Regions from separate parts of the Mus musculus genome. Here region 2 is linked to region 1. Evidence: chromatin contacts called from public HiChIP or PLAC-seq data. All regions are on one chromosome and are shown on one strand. The core of a region is the stretch at or near the end of the contact, and the rest is flanking DNA. Distances in the headings are between cores, read along the strand shown. Region 1 holds the start of Ddx60 (DExD/H box helicase 60). Region 2 overlaps Ddx60 (DExD/H box helicase 60).

What was found. HiChIP or PLAC-seq counts read pairs in DNA pulled down with a chosen protein or histone mark.
Region 2: a contact with region 1 is called in an H3K27ac HiChIP or PLAC-seq map of embryonic stem cells, with 12 read pairs. The contact joins the enhancer-like site here to the promoter of Ddx60 in region 1. A contact is called at or near these places in 1 of 39 promoter capture datasets (macrophages), 3 of 484 Hi-C or Micro-C datasets (the MNK3 cell line, embryonic stem cells and nephron progenitors), 3 of 115 datasets of contacts at active chromatin or transcription factors (embryonic stem cells, intestinal crypt epithelium and intestinal villus epithelium) and 1 of 9 other capture datasets (liver).

Annotation. Positions count from the first base shown.
Region 1 is chr8:61,924,548-61,930,877 of GRCm38.p6, reverse strand. It overlaps Ddx60 (DExD/H box helicase 60), which reads right to left and starts at 2,791. Exons shown (of 38, transcript NM_001293783.1): 1 at 2,602-2,791.
Region 2 is chr8:61,961,410-61,967,739 of GRCm38.p6, reverse strand. It overlaps Ddx60 (DExD/H box helicase 60), which reads right to left. Exons shown (of 38, transcript NM_001293783.1): 13 at 3,999-4,156. Among named protein-coding and RNA genes, the nearest start is that of Ddx60, 36 kb to the right of the region's middle. Within about 2 kb of position 3,394, at least 11 of the 459 cell types and tissues checked have an H3K27ac peak or open chromatin away from gene starts, as enhancers often do. A contact at or near this core is called in embryonic stem cells, where this site is marked.

The sequences.
Region 1 (6,330 bases), core at 1,542-4,041:
TATCCCTAATAGGTAACCACTTGCAAATGAAAAATGAGTTTTCTCGCTGAGGAAACAATCTACTCTTAACTGTAGGCTTCATACCCACTACTAAGTAGATGGCCAAACTCAAGGCATTTTTGTAGGTTCTTTGTTTTATAATGTTGAGTCAGAACTTTCTTTTCCATCTTACAGGTCCTTAGCATATGTATTATTTCTTCTGGTTTTGTGTTTCTAAGGGATTCCTGTGTGTGTAAAAATGTGTGTCTCTGCAGTTTATCTTTAGGGTGAGCTGGTGATATGAAAAAGCAGCTGGTTATCACTCTATAAACAAAGAGCTCTGCAACTCATCCCCAACCAGCCTCATACAGACAGACCAAAGGCCAAAGCCGACCACCATCCCAGAGCTCACGCTCACCCCACTGGTACAAACCCTCCTGGAACACTGAGTCTAGTTATTGTCCATAAGGATTGTACTCCTTCATGTACCGCCTGGACTGGACCATTAAATTATACCAAGCAAGTCATTAGTAGCAGTATGTGCATGACAAGCTGTTAATAACATGTATGTATAGGCCATTCAAAAGAATGAAAAGAAAAAATATTGCTGGATACTTTTATGAGGGAAAAAAACATGTTTTTAAATTTCTAAAAGAAAATACCTTGAAGCCAGGATTCTGCATCAAACATACATTTTAGTTCATTGAGAATGCAAAAAGATATAACCTGTCATTGTAAAGTGAGGCATTCCACCAATTCTCATCTTGAATTGTAATTCTAGCTAAAGGAAGAGGGGGGATGCAAAACAAAATCCACAGAGAAACTGTGGAAAATAAAAAGATTCAATGGAGCTATGTACATAGTTTACATGTAGTAAGACTACTTCTAGGGGTAGCCACAGTAATATAGGACTATATTTTCAGGCTAAAACATGCAGACTGCATCGACATTGAATAATATCTACATAACCGGACCAATAAAATTGCTCAGTGGGTAAAGGTGCTTGCCACCCAGCCAGATGACCTGCATTCTATCCTTGAGACCTACCTGAGAGAGGAAGAGAACACATCCCTGCAGATTGTCCTCTGATCCCCACAGGCACGTTGTGCCTTTAGAAAGTATGAACATATAAAGGGCCAGAAAGATGGCAGATGATGCAGTAATTAAGACTGTCTACTGCTGTTGTAGAGGACCAACCAACTTCTGTTCCTAGAATGTACACAGGCTCACAACAGGTTGTAACAGCACAAGGGATCCAACCACGCTGGACTCCTAGTATATTTGCACTCAAATGCATATTCCCACACATCAACAAACACACACACTTAAAAAGTGAATCTAAAAGCTATTTACTGATTTCTCATTCTTTTACTCACTATGAAAAGAAATTACAAGAATTGTCACAAAATCCTGCAAAACATGATAGACCTGATACATACACATACATGTGTATATATGAATATGTGTATATGTGTATATGTATATGCATATATGTATATATGTATGTATGTATGTACGTATGTACGTATGTATGTATGTATATATGTATGTATGTATATATGTATATATATATGCATATATGTATATACGTATATATATGTTGGGCGTCCTGACACCCTTATTACCAGGACAGTCTCTCTGGTAATGAGGCATGTTAGTTAATTGAGAAAGCCTCCTATATCCTTGGAAAGTACAGCCACCTGTGAGAAGTGACCTGAAGTGTGACAATGGAAGGTATCAGACTCTGAGTTACCCTTAATCAACAACTTGCAAGAAATCAGAGAATTCCAGACTTCTTACTGACCTCAAGGAACCAAAATGAGCACCCAGAACCTGGCTCCGCCCTGGCAGACATCTTGAGTTCTATGCTGGGCTTTGCAAAAAGCACTTAGCCTGTGCCTAAACAGAATCTGTAAAATAAAACACCTATTGTGTTTAAAGCAACTCAGTTTGTGCTGATTTGTGATGAGGAAACAGAAAATCAATCCCTGCTCCTTACACATGAATACATTAAATCTCAGATGACTCAAACAGGGAGACTGAGGCAGCGGGATACTCCAAGTTGGCCCAACCTGGGTTCCATGGGGAGTACCAGGAAGCCCAGGGAGACTGCTAGGGCTAGCATACGAAGAGATTGGGTGGGGGGATGCATTTCTGCAGTAAAGCATAACTTGTCTTAGCCACTGCAATTTCAGGGCAACTACAATTCATCTGGGTTTTTCTTCACATTCTGCTTCTAGCTCTGGAAGCCTGAAGTAGGGCCCCGATTCGATTCGGCACCTAGGAGAAAAACTATTGGTGGGGATGTTCAACATTTATTGGCTGTGCACACACCCCAATGCCCCTACTTATTGATCCCTATCCCAGCTACCCGTTTACAAAGGATCCTCAAGAGACTGAGTCAGGCATCTTTTTCCCTGCCACTCACCACTCAGACCTCTTCCCTCTGTGGTCCACCGAGTACTGGCCACTGGGGTAGGTGGGTCTGTGCTCCACTGCCCATTGAAAGCTACCTCCTAGTGCTGTCCCCTCAGCTCCGCTCCAGCTCCTCTTTTGGGATACTCTGACCTAGGCACGCCCTACAATCCCCTGGCGAGCCCAGAAGCAACCCCCTGGCCTCACCGGGAAGCCCAGACCGGGAACCTGGACCTGCTACGTGCAGAGAACCGCTGGTCTGCGCAGCAGGTATTGAGCGCGCTGGTCCGCGCTGCAGGTAACAAGCAAGCACACAGTCGACCACAGGAGACCTAAGACCAATCGCTAGCTCCAAAAAGTGGCAACTTGTGAGTCTCTCAGGCCGCCTTTTATAAGTGAAGGATAGTTTCGGTTTCTCTTCTGCTCCCAGAAGCTTTAAGTTTCGGTTTCCATTCATCACTAATCAAAGAGCATTTGGTGAATGCAGCTTTGCGCATCCTTTGGTAAAGTTAGTACTGTTAAGGTAGGAAAACCAGAGGCTTTGGGATTCTTGAGGTAAGGAGGAGGATTTGACAGGGAAATCTGGAGACATCTAAGCAAGGCAACATTGGAGAGGCTGTAGCAGCAGAACTCCGGGCGCTGTGCCAATTGCTCCTACTGTGCTAACGACAGCAGGAGGACAAAGCCTCAACAAAGCCCAGACACCTCTACCTTTTCAGGTAGTATTTTAAAGGTAGGTAGGAATTTGAGATTACATGAGTCTATTATTGAAGCCTGTGATTAATCCATTTGGGATCTTCTTTAGCCGAATGGCACTACTAAACAAGCTGAAAATGGAGCCTACTTTTATCTCAGCCTTAATAACTTTTCTTTCCTTTGATTTTGTTTGATTTGGTTTGGCTTGGTTTTTTACCTGTCAATACCTGAAATTTGGGTTTGAAAGCTGGCTTGCTTAGTATCCTATGCTTGCTGAACTTTAGGAAGGCTCTAAATATGACAATTCTATTTTCAATATTGGAATTCTAGAAAGTGGGGGACTCTTGCATTTGGGTGACCGTGACAACAATGGGACCAAAAGCTATTTTGTCAGGCACTGGCAGAACTCTCATCCATGGGGAAAGAGCAACAGAATGCAATGTGTTGAGATAACTTGAGAAACATCCATTGTTTTGAAGGCCATTAAGAATGGACCCTTCCCTCATGGTCAGCTTTTGACCTAGCCCCTGTTTCCTTGGTAACAGTAAGAAAAGGTCCCACCCTTTCTGTCCTCCTTTACATTAAAATACTACCTGAAAAGGTAGAGGTGTCTGGGCTTTGTTGAGGCTTTGTCCTCCTGGGTGAGAAAATGTCACCCTTTCCTGTTCCCTCCAATTTAAGTCAGCGACCTAATTCCTTGAGACTGTGGTAACTGTGGTAATAGATACTGCACGCATAGCCTAAACCAAGGAGCATGATATAAGTGGATTATCTCAGGTGGGCCCAAAATAATCATAAGCAGGTTCTTAATGTGGTGACAGAGGCAGAAATTCAGGCTGGTAATTTGATTACATATGTAGTCTTCTAGCAAGACTCTATGAAGATGATGGAAAACCACAAACCAAGGAATGAAATTGAAATAATCTACTCCAGGTTACAAATCTCCATGCTTATTAAGCCAACTGTGAGCACTGTGAGTTCTTTACACAGCCAGCTGACCAAGAGTAAGCTGGCACCTCAGGAGAGCTCTCGGTGGAGAAAACAGGGTTTTCAAGTCAAAAGTCTACAATTATAGCACACAGGGGGTAGGCTGAGGACATGTCACATCAGGATATATATATATATAATTTACTGGAGCAAGGACAACTCTGTGGCCACCATTGAGGGATATGTCTCCCTCACTGTTAATGTTTACTGGTCCTCAGGAAGAGCTCATGAGCTCCCCTCATCAGTGATGGAACGTTGATGAGCCTTGTCTTGTGTTGATAGTCACTGTTACTATGAATTCACAGGTATAACAGGCATGTCGTGTCCAGAAGAGAGTGTTTCACAGCACTCTTTCCTGTTTGAGACTCTTACATTCTTTCCCTCCTTTCCCCCATAATATTCCTTGAGCTTTGGAGGAAAAGATATCAATGTCTCATTTTAGGATGAGTGCCCAGCTGTCCCTTATTCACCAGTTATCTCTGCATTAACCATCACCTACTCCAGAGCCACCCAAATCTATGAATATAGATACAAATATTTAGAAGGCGGTTTGACATCATATCCATATAGCAAAGCAACAGGAGTAGTTTCCCCTTTAGAGCCTATAACTTCGCCATTCATGGGTTTTGGATTAGGTCAGACATGAGTTGCTCCTGTAGAATAGACCTAAAATCCTAAAATCAGAATGTCGTTGGTTATCATACCACTACTGTGCCAGTGGAAACATCCTGTCTGACAGGTTAGTATTACAGAAAACAGATTCCTTTCTAGATCTTCTAGAAACCACTCCTGATGGCGCTTGGATTTGAACCCAGTGAAACTGACTTTCAGAACTAAGAACAAGTTACTCTTGTTCTAAGCGACTGTGAATAATTCAGTACAGGAGCCCCAAAAAGTGAACGAACAAACTAACTAAATGTAATACAGTCATGTAAGCTAATGTAGTAGAAAAACCATGACATATTTGCTAGTAGCAAAACTAAGACTCTTACAACACAGGAGACGACTATGAGCTCAGTGATGTGGGAATATCCTCATATTTATTATCATACTATTCCAGGTTTTACAAGATGGATATTTTTGTGTTGCTTTTTTTGATGAGGTAAGTGATTTTGATGATTAAAGTGATACAAAGACAATAAGTGGTGACATAATACCAAACTTAATGAAAACCAAAAGTTTGCTTATAGGATTTTCAGTTACATGAACTCTGACAAATGCTTCTCCTTCTAGAACTGAAATTCTTCCAGCCTATAGACCAACTGTTTTCTTTTCATTTTTTTTTTAATTAAACTTGTGTGCTGTTGTTATCATTTGGGGATTTTCTTTGTGGGCATTTTTAGGGTAAGCAAACTCTGTGGTGTTCATGGTTGTTTTGACTTTCAGTGACTTCAGATTTTTCAGTGAATAACTTAATAAACTTTGATTCACCCCCCTCAATTTTCTAGTCTTTGTCTGTTCCGTGTTACTAAAATAAGATAACACAGTCTGGGTAATTTATAAGGAAAAATGCATTTATTGTAATTTTGGAAACTTTGAAATCCAGAGTGCCAGCATCTGGCAAAAAGTCCTCGTTGGTAGCGTCTATAATAGCAGTTCTCGACCTCCCTAATGCTGGGACCCTTCAATACAGTTCCTCATGTTGTAGCTACCCCAACCATAAAATTATTTTGGTTGTCTCTTCATAGCTGTAATTTTGCTAGTGTTATGAGTCATAATGTAAATATCTGATATGAAAGATATCTGGTAGGCAACCCCTGTGAAAGGGTTGCTTGACCCCCACAGGGTTGCAGCCCATAGGTTGAGAACCACTGATGGGGTACAGTGAAAACCCAAGTCACAGCCCATTAGTTGCTATAATCCATCTGTGAAGGCAGAGCCTTTATAAATTCAACAAATACCTGCCATTCAGGGCCCTCGCTCCCACTTGATCACAGTAATGATTGTGTTTATAGCACATAACTCTGGGTGACACATTTAAACCACATCATGCCCCATAGTGCATAAAGCAGCTGAGGATTATGTTTTATGCTTTGGTGTTTGTGGTTTTTGTTTGTTTTTCTCCACCTCCAATATCTGCTCAGGTGCTACACCCTGTCCTTTCACAGAGTCTTTGATAAGCACACATTCCATTTCCACTTTACTTTATGCCCTGGACTTTAGCCTCTTTGAATTCTTGAGTTTCTGTCTTGTCAGGGTGAGCTACATAAGCTAACATTTCAACCTTCCTCTATGTAACATAGTCAGTGTTTC
Region 2 (6,330 bases), core at 2,145-4,644, 36 kb before region 1:
TGTCAAACACAGAGCTCGCTTTGTCTCAGATGGGAAGACTCTTTACCCTGTTGGTCATAGAGGATATCTATAAAGTACTAATGGTGTGGAATATCTTTGATGACTCATTTAATTTTTAAGATTGGGAGTAGTGAAATTTATACTTTCAGTCTACTTTTGCTGAATGTTAGGAGGATTTGCCTGCTTATTAACACAGAGGGAGACAACCAGAGAGAGCCGGAAGAGGAAGAAGAGGAGGAAGAGGAGAAGGAGGAGGAGGAGGAGGAGGAGGAGGAGGAGGAGGAGGAGGCTTCTTCTTCTCCTCCTCCTCCTCCTCCTCCTCTTCCTCCTCCTCCTCCTCCTCTTCCTCCTCCTCCTCCTCCTCCTCCTCCTCCTCCTCTTCCTGTTCCTGTTCCTGTTCCTAAATGAATGAGAAAGGATTCATTGATTTGAGTATGAAACTGAAAAAGCCCTGACCATGAGAAAGAGGCAGTGATGGCAAGCAGGAACTTATTAGCCTTGCTTTTCATGATCCAGGGCAGGGCAGGGAGGGGAGGAGGATGAGCCAGTCACCATTCCTCAGTGCATCTTTGAGGCAGTTCAAAGAGAAAGGACTTCCCCTGGCATTAACAAGAGACACACTGCAATGTTGTGTGTTTATTTTAATGATTATATGAAAGAGCTGTTGTTAATCCCCCAAGTGGTAGCTGCCTTTGAGAGCTGCAACTCTTCAATTTCCTGCCTGTTATTTAGTTACATACCTGGCAAAGAAATAGCATTTGCTGTTGGTTTTTCTCCAAAACATAAGCCTCCAGAAATTAAAGTTTAAAAATTTTTTGTGGGAAGACCAATGGGTGGATACTTTGTTCCTCCTTAGAATAGGGAACAAAATACCCAGGAAAGGAGTTACAGAGATAAAGTTTAGAGCCAAAACGAAAGGATGGACTATCCAGAGACTACCCACCCAGGGATCCAACCCATTATCAGCCACCATATCCAGACACTATTGCATACACCAGCAAGTTTTTGATGAAGGGACCCTGGTATAGCTGTCTCATATGAGGCTATGCCAGTGCCTGGCAAATACAGAAGTGGATGCTCACAGTCATCTATAAGATGGAATACAAGGCCCCCAATGGAGAAGCTAGAGAAAGCACCCAAGGAGCTGAAGTGGTCTGCAACCCTATAGGTGGAACAACAATATGAACTAGCCAGTACCCCCCGGAGCTCGTGTCTCTAGCTGCATATATAGCAGAAGATGGCCTAGTCGGCCATCACTGGGAAAAGAGGCCCCTTGGTCTTGCAAACTTTATATGCCCCAGTACAGGGGAATGCCAGGGCCAAGAAGCTGGAGTGGGTGGGTAGGAAAGCGGGGCGGGGGGGGGGGGGGGGGAGGGTATAGGAAACTTTCAGGATAGCATTTGAAATTTGAAATGTATGTAAAGAAAATATCCAATAAATATGTGCAAAAAAAATCGTTTTGTGTTCTTTGTGAAGGCTCTTCAAAGGCTTTACTTCTGATGACTTTGCCACACTAACTGACTTTGATAAGGTTGACCTATCATAATTCCTCTCCCATTGGATGTGTTAAGATTTTGCTCTTTACAATATATCAAAACAACTGGCACTAAAAGAGTTTCCATGAAATAAGTGCCTTCTAAGCTTTGGAGCCCACTAAAAACTAATGAGTTTAATTTTTAAAATATACTTTCATTTAAAGTCATCAAATTAATAAGTCAAGTTTTAAAAAATAATCTGTACTTGCCCACTAATGTGATCATAAATATTAACATATAATTTTCAAACATGATACTAGTATATTAGTATAGAAATAAATAGAGATTTCATTCCCTGTATTTTATCCTCAATTAGGATCTTTGGATACAAATTGATAGAAAATGAGAACAGTATGGTAAGTGGTAAAAATTAAGGGGATGTTACCTGGATAGAAAAAGAAAATAAACAGCTTTAACTTTGCACCTGAAAAACATGGTCAGTGCAGTAATTATTTAAATACTTTGGAAAAGGTGCAGAAAATGTATCTAAGTCAAGTAAAGAAACCATATGTTTCATGTTTACTTTTGCTATACTTATGAAAAGCATTCTAATTCTTATTAGATAATAAACTATATCTTAATGTTATTGCAAATTTTTAAATCAAGCCTTTAGTTGCCTAACATTCTATTTGCTTCTCTAAATACATATATATCATTACATAGAGAAGATCATATATAATAATTTTTGTACATGTCAGACTTTCTAAGAAGGTATGATAATAAATATGATTACTTTTTATGTTTGTTACTTTTCTATTCTGCAATAAAACACCAGGACCAAGACAACTTATAGATGAAAGAGGTTATTTAAGAATAAGAATTCATGATTGTGGGGCATTGGGCTATGCAAAGACAGTCTGGTCTCCAGTTGAGCTGAGATGTTGAACCCCAGGACCCGGTGGTGATAATTCACCTACATGAGATTGAAGGAGTTCTCTCATGTCTCCTGGACTCTGGCTCCTGTCGAAGTTACCGCCCCTCCCCAGCCCCCAAAAAAGAAACATGGTTAGACATCACATAGGCAATGTCCCAAGCTTCTGACCTTCAGGCTAAACTCCTCCCCAGTTACCTGGCAACAGTAAAGATAGCAGCATACCATAAAAATGGCTGTTTGTCCCCTCCTTGCTCTCTTACTATTCTCTCTCACACACTCCTCTCTCTTTGTCTTCTCCTCTCCTCTTTCCTCTCTCTTCCTCTCTCTCCCTCTTCCTCTCTCTTTCTTATTCTCTAGCCTTTCTTCTCTCTCTCCTTTTCTCCCTTCTCTCCTGTAGCCTCCCATAAGCCTGAAGCAGGCTAGCCAGAACTTGACCTTGCTGCCACTAAGGAGATTATTTAGGGTGGAGCCTTCCTCCCTAGATCACTCTATTGTTCTGCCATTGCCTCTGTTCCTCTTCAAGATACTGCTACCTGCTGAGAGGCCCCACCCCCACTCCCCACCCCACCCCCACCCCAAGCTATTCTGGAGATTATGCCCTATTCTGCATGTCATCACCTGCAGCTGTTTCCAGGCTCCAAGGATGAATTGGCGGGAATGGACTTCCCCCTTCTTTTATAAAGCATGTCCACCATTAAAAATTTGAACCTTGAGCAGACTAGTATGTCTTGGTTCCATTATTTCTCAACCCGCCTAGGCTCCCTCTTCCAGATTCCAAAATGCCTTCCAGGTTTGAACCCGGACATGTGAGCTGCTGACCTGCCCCAACACTCTCCTCTTGGCCATGGCCAGTCTCTCTCTCTCTTTTACCTTTTCTCTTTTCCCTTGCCTTTCTAAAATAAAGCTCTAAAAACCATAGACAGTCTTCTCATCAAGGCCTGCTGCACAGACTCTCACCTGTGTAGGAACCACTCTCCCTAAGCCCTCTTTCCCGTAACCCCGGGGTGACAGGGTATTGCCCTGGGCCCCTGATTTCGGAGGCTACCCCTTGTCCACCCCCTGTTGAGTGGGTCAGAGGCTTAGATGCCCACCAGGGGCCAAGTAGAAAGTGTCTGGCAGCCCTCCCATGTCTGCCTGCCCAGAACATAGGTGGAACTCTGGCCAGATGTGGGTTATCCTCCCCTCCCTGCCTCTTTCCCCTGGCCCCTTTTTAGTTCCTACACATGATGTCAGGGCATCCAAGAATCAAAGCAGGACATCTGGAGCTAGAAGTTGAAAGTTTACATCTTAAACTGCAAGCAGAGAATCAACTCAAAGGGGCAAATCTATAAACACTCAAAGCCAGCCTCCAGTGAAATGCTTTCTCTAGCAAGGACTGCCTTCTGAGCCTGTCCAACAGTGTTGCCAACTGAGAGACATATAGAAACATTTAGACTGTAGGAGACATTGAATTCAAACCACTACACGCACATAAGTAATAAATGAAGACATCTATGGAAAGAACCCATCAATGGGATGAGCAAATAACAATTCAATAAGAAATAGCAAACAGAGCTTTTTATAATAATAAAATGTTGACAGAAACATACATGTGCCTTTGTGCTCTTGGACTTAATACAATCCTTCTTTGGCTTAGGACCTTGAGTTGTGATGGTCTTTGAAGTGACTGATTCTAATGACTCCCCATAAAATCGTTGAAAACTATGATACTTCTGCAACCTTTTAAGATGATTGGGGTCTCTTCTGTCTGAGAAAAGAAAAAAAACTTATATACAATTTCTACGGTTTCTTAGTAGCATCTCTCTAAATCTTCACGCCATTCTATATACAAACAGTATTCTTTCTATTATAGAACAGTAATTTTATATAATCAGTTTTGTCAGAGAAGGTATCTTAAATTAGGCACTCTCATTCAAAGAATAACTTTTAATATATCTAAAAGAGCGACAATTTTCTAAACTTTTTTTTTTGGTCTATGGAATTAAACCTAGTAATCCATGCACACAGGTTAAGGACGCTACCACTGGTCAACAACTCCCAGAAGCTCTAACACTTCCAAGACAATTTTTCATAGCCTACTTCCAAAAGAAATACCAAGTATATTGTTTTAATTTTATTGATTAATTGTTGTTTTGACAATTCATATATGTATGTAATGTACTCTAATTACTTACTATCTTAGTTAGGGTTTCCACTGCTGTGAAGAGACACCATGACCAAGTCAACTCTTATAAAAGACAACATTTAATTGGGGCCTGCTTACAGGTTCAAGTTCAGTCAATTATCATCAAGGCAGGAAGCATGGCAGCATCTAGGCAGGCATAGCACTGGAAAAGGAGCTGAGAATTCTATGTCCTTTTCTGATTGCATTCAGAAGACTGGCATCCAGGCAGCAAGGGGAAAAGTCTCAAAGCCCACCAAAAGACACATGCTTCCTCCAACAAGGCTACACTTCCTAATAGTGCTATTCCCTGAGCCATATTCAAACCAACACAATCCACTCCTTGGCACGCATAGACTTGTTTAAACACATAAGTCTGTGAGTGCTATACCTAACCATAGCATAATGCAAAATATATTTAGTCCAACATCAAAAGTCCCATAGTCTCTAACAGTCTGTTAAAAGTCCAAAGCTCAAAAGCTCTTCTGAGATTCATCTAATTACATAACTGTAATTCCCTATAAAGTCAAAAATCAAAAAGCAGATCACATACCTCCAACTTCACAAGATATACATGACAATTCTAAAACATCATAGTGAGGAAATACTGGACCAAAGCAAGACCTAAAGACAGCTGGGCAAACTACAAACTGTGCATCTTCATGTTCTTCAACTTTACATGTTCTTGTTCCGATCTCTGGGATCCACATGTGATCTTCAAGGCTTCTCCGAGGTGCTATCATCACTTCTTCAGCTCTGCCCTCTGCAGCACACTAAGCTCAGGTTGATCCACTCCAATGCCACTGCTGTTCTATGGTACTGGCATCTCCAATACACTGGAGTCTTCAACTGCAACTAGGCTTCACCAATAGCCTCTCATAGGCTCTCTTCATGGTGCCAAGCCTCAACTTCTTTGCATGATCCCTTCAGTCCTGGGCCATCAACTGCAACTGAGGCTGTACTTTCACTAGTGGCCTCTCTTGGCCTCTCACAGTCCCAAGCCTCAGCTGCTCTCCATGACCCCTTCATGCCTTCAAAACCAGTGCCACCTGGGTGATTCTTACACATTACCAAGTCCAGCTGCAGCACCAGTATAACCTTGGCAATCTCTGAAACACAGCTTCTTTGTTCTCTTAGAAAACACTTCCCAGAAGAGTTCACTTCAGTGATGCTAGTCTCTTCTTAATCACAACTAATTTCTTAGCTCCAGCTAACCAGCAACAACTGTCCCAGTTGTCCTTTCTATTCTTGACTCTAAAGCCATGTGGACAAAGCAGCAGAGTCTGGAACATGGCCCCTTTCTTTTACAGCTTTCTTTTCCAACTCCTTTACTGCCTAAGCTTGGCTAACCTGGAACTTACTCTTTAAATTGGCCTTGAACCCAAAGATCTGCATGGCTCTGTCTCCTGAATCCTGAGATTAAAGGCGGGAGTCACTATGCCTGGATTAAACTTTTCTTCACCAAGAACTTGCTCTGTCCCAGGTTGGCCTTGAACTCAGAGATCTGCTGGCCTTTGTCTCCAAGGATTAAAGGTGTGTACTACCATGAGTTGGCCTAAACTTTTCATTGCTGAGCCCTGAGAAGCCCTGGTGGGGAAAGAATGACCAGGTTCCTGCCCCTGGGACAAGGCCCTGGTAAGAGCCTATAATGCACATATTTTCACATTCCTCCAATGAATGTTCTCTCTGTTAACATTAATGACTTCATGATAATCAGAGACAGCATGAATCTAGGAGTGGAAGATGTGGCTAATGTCTCA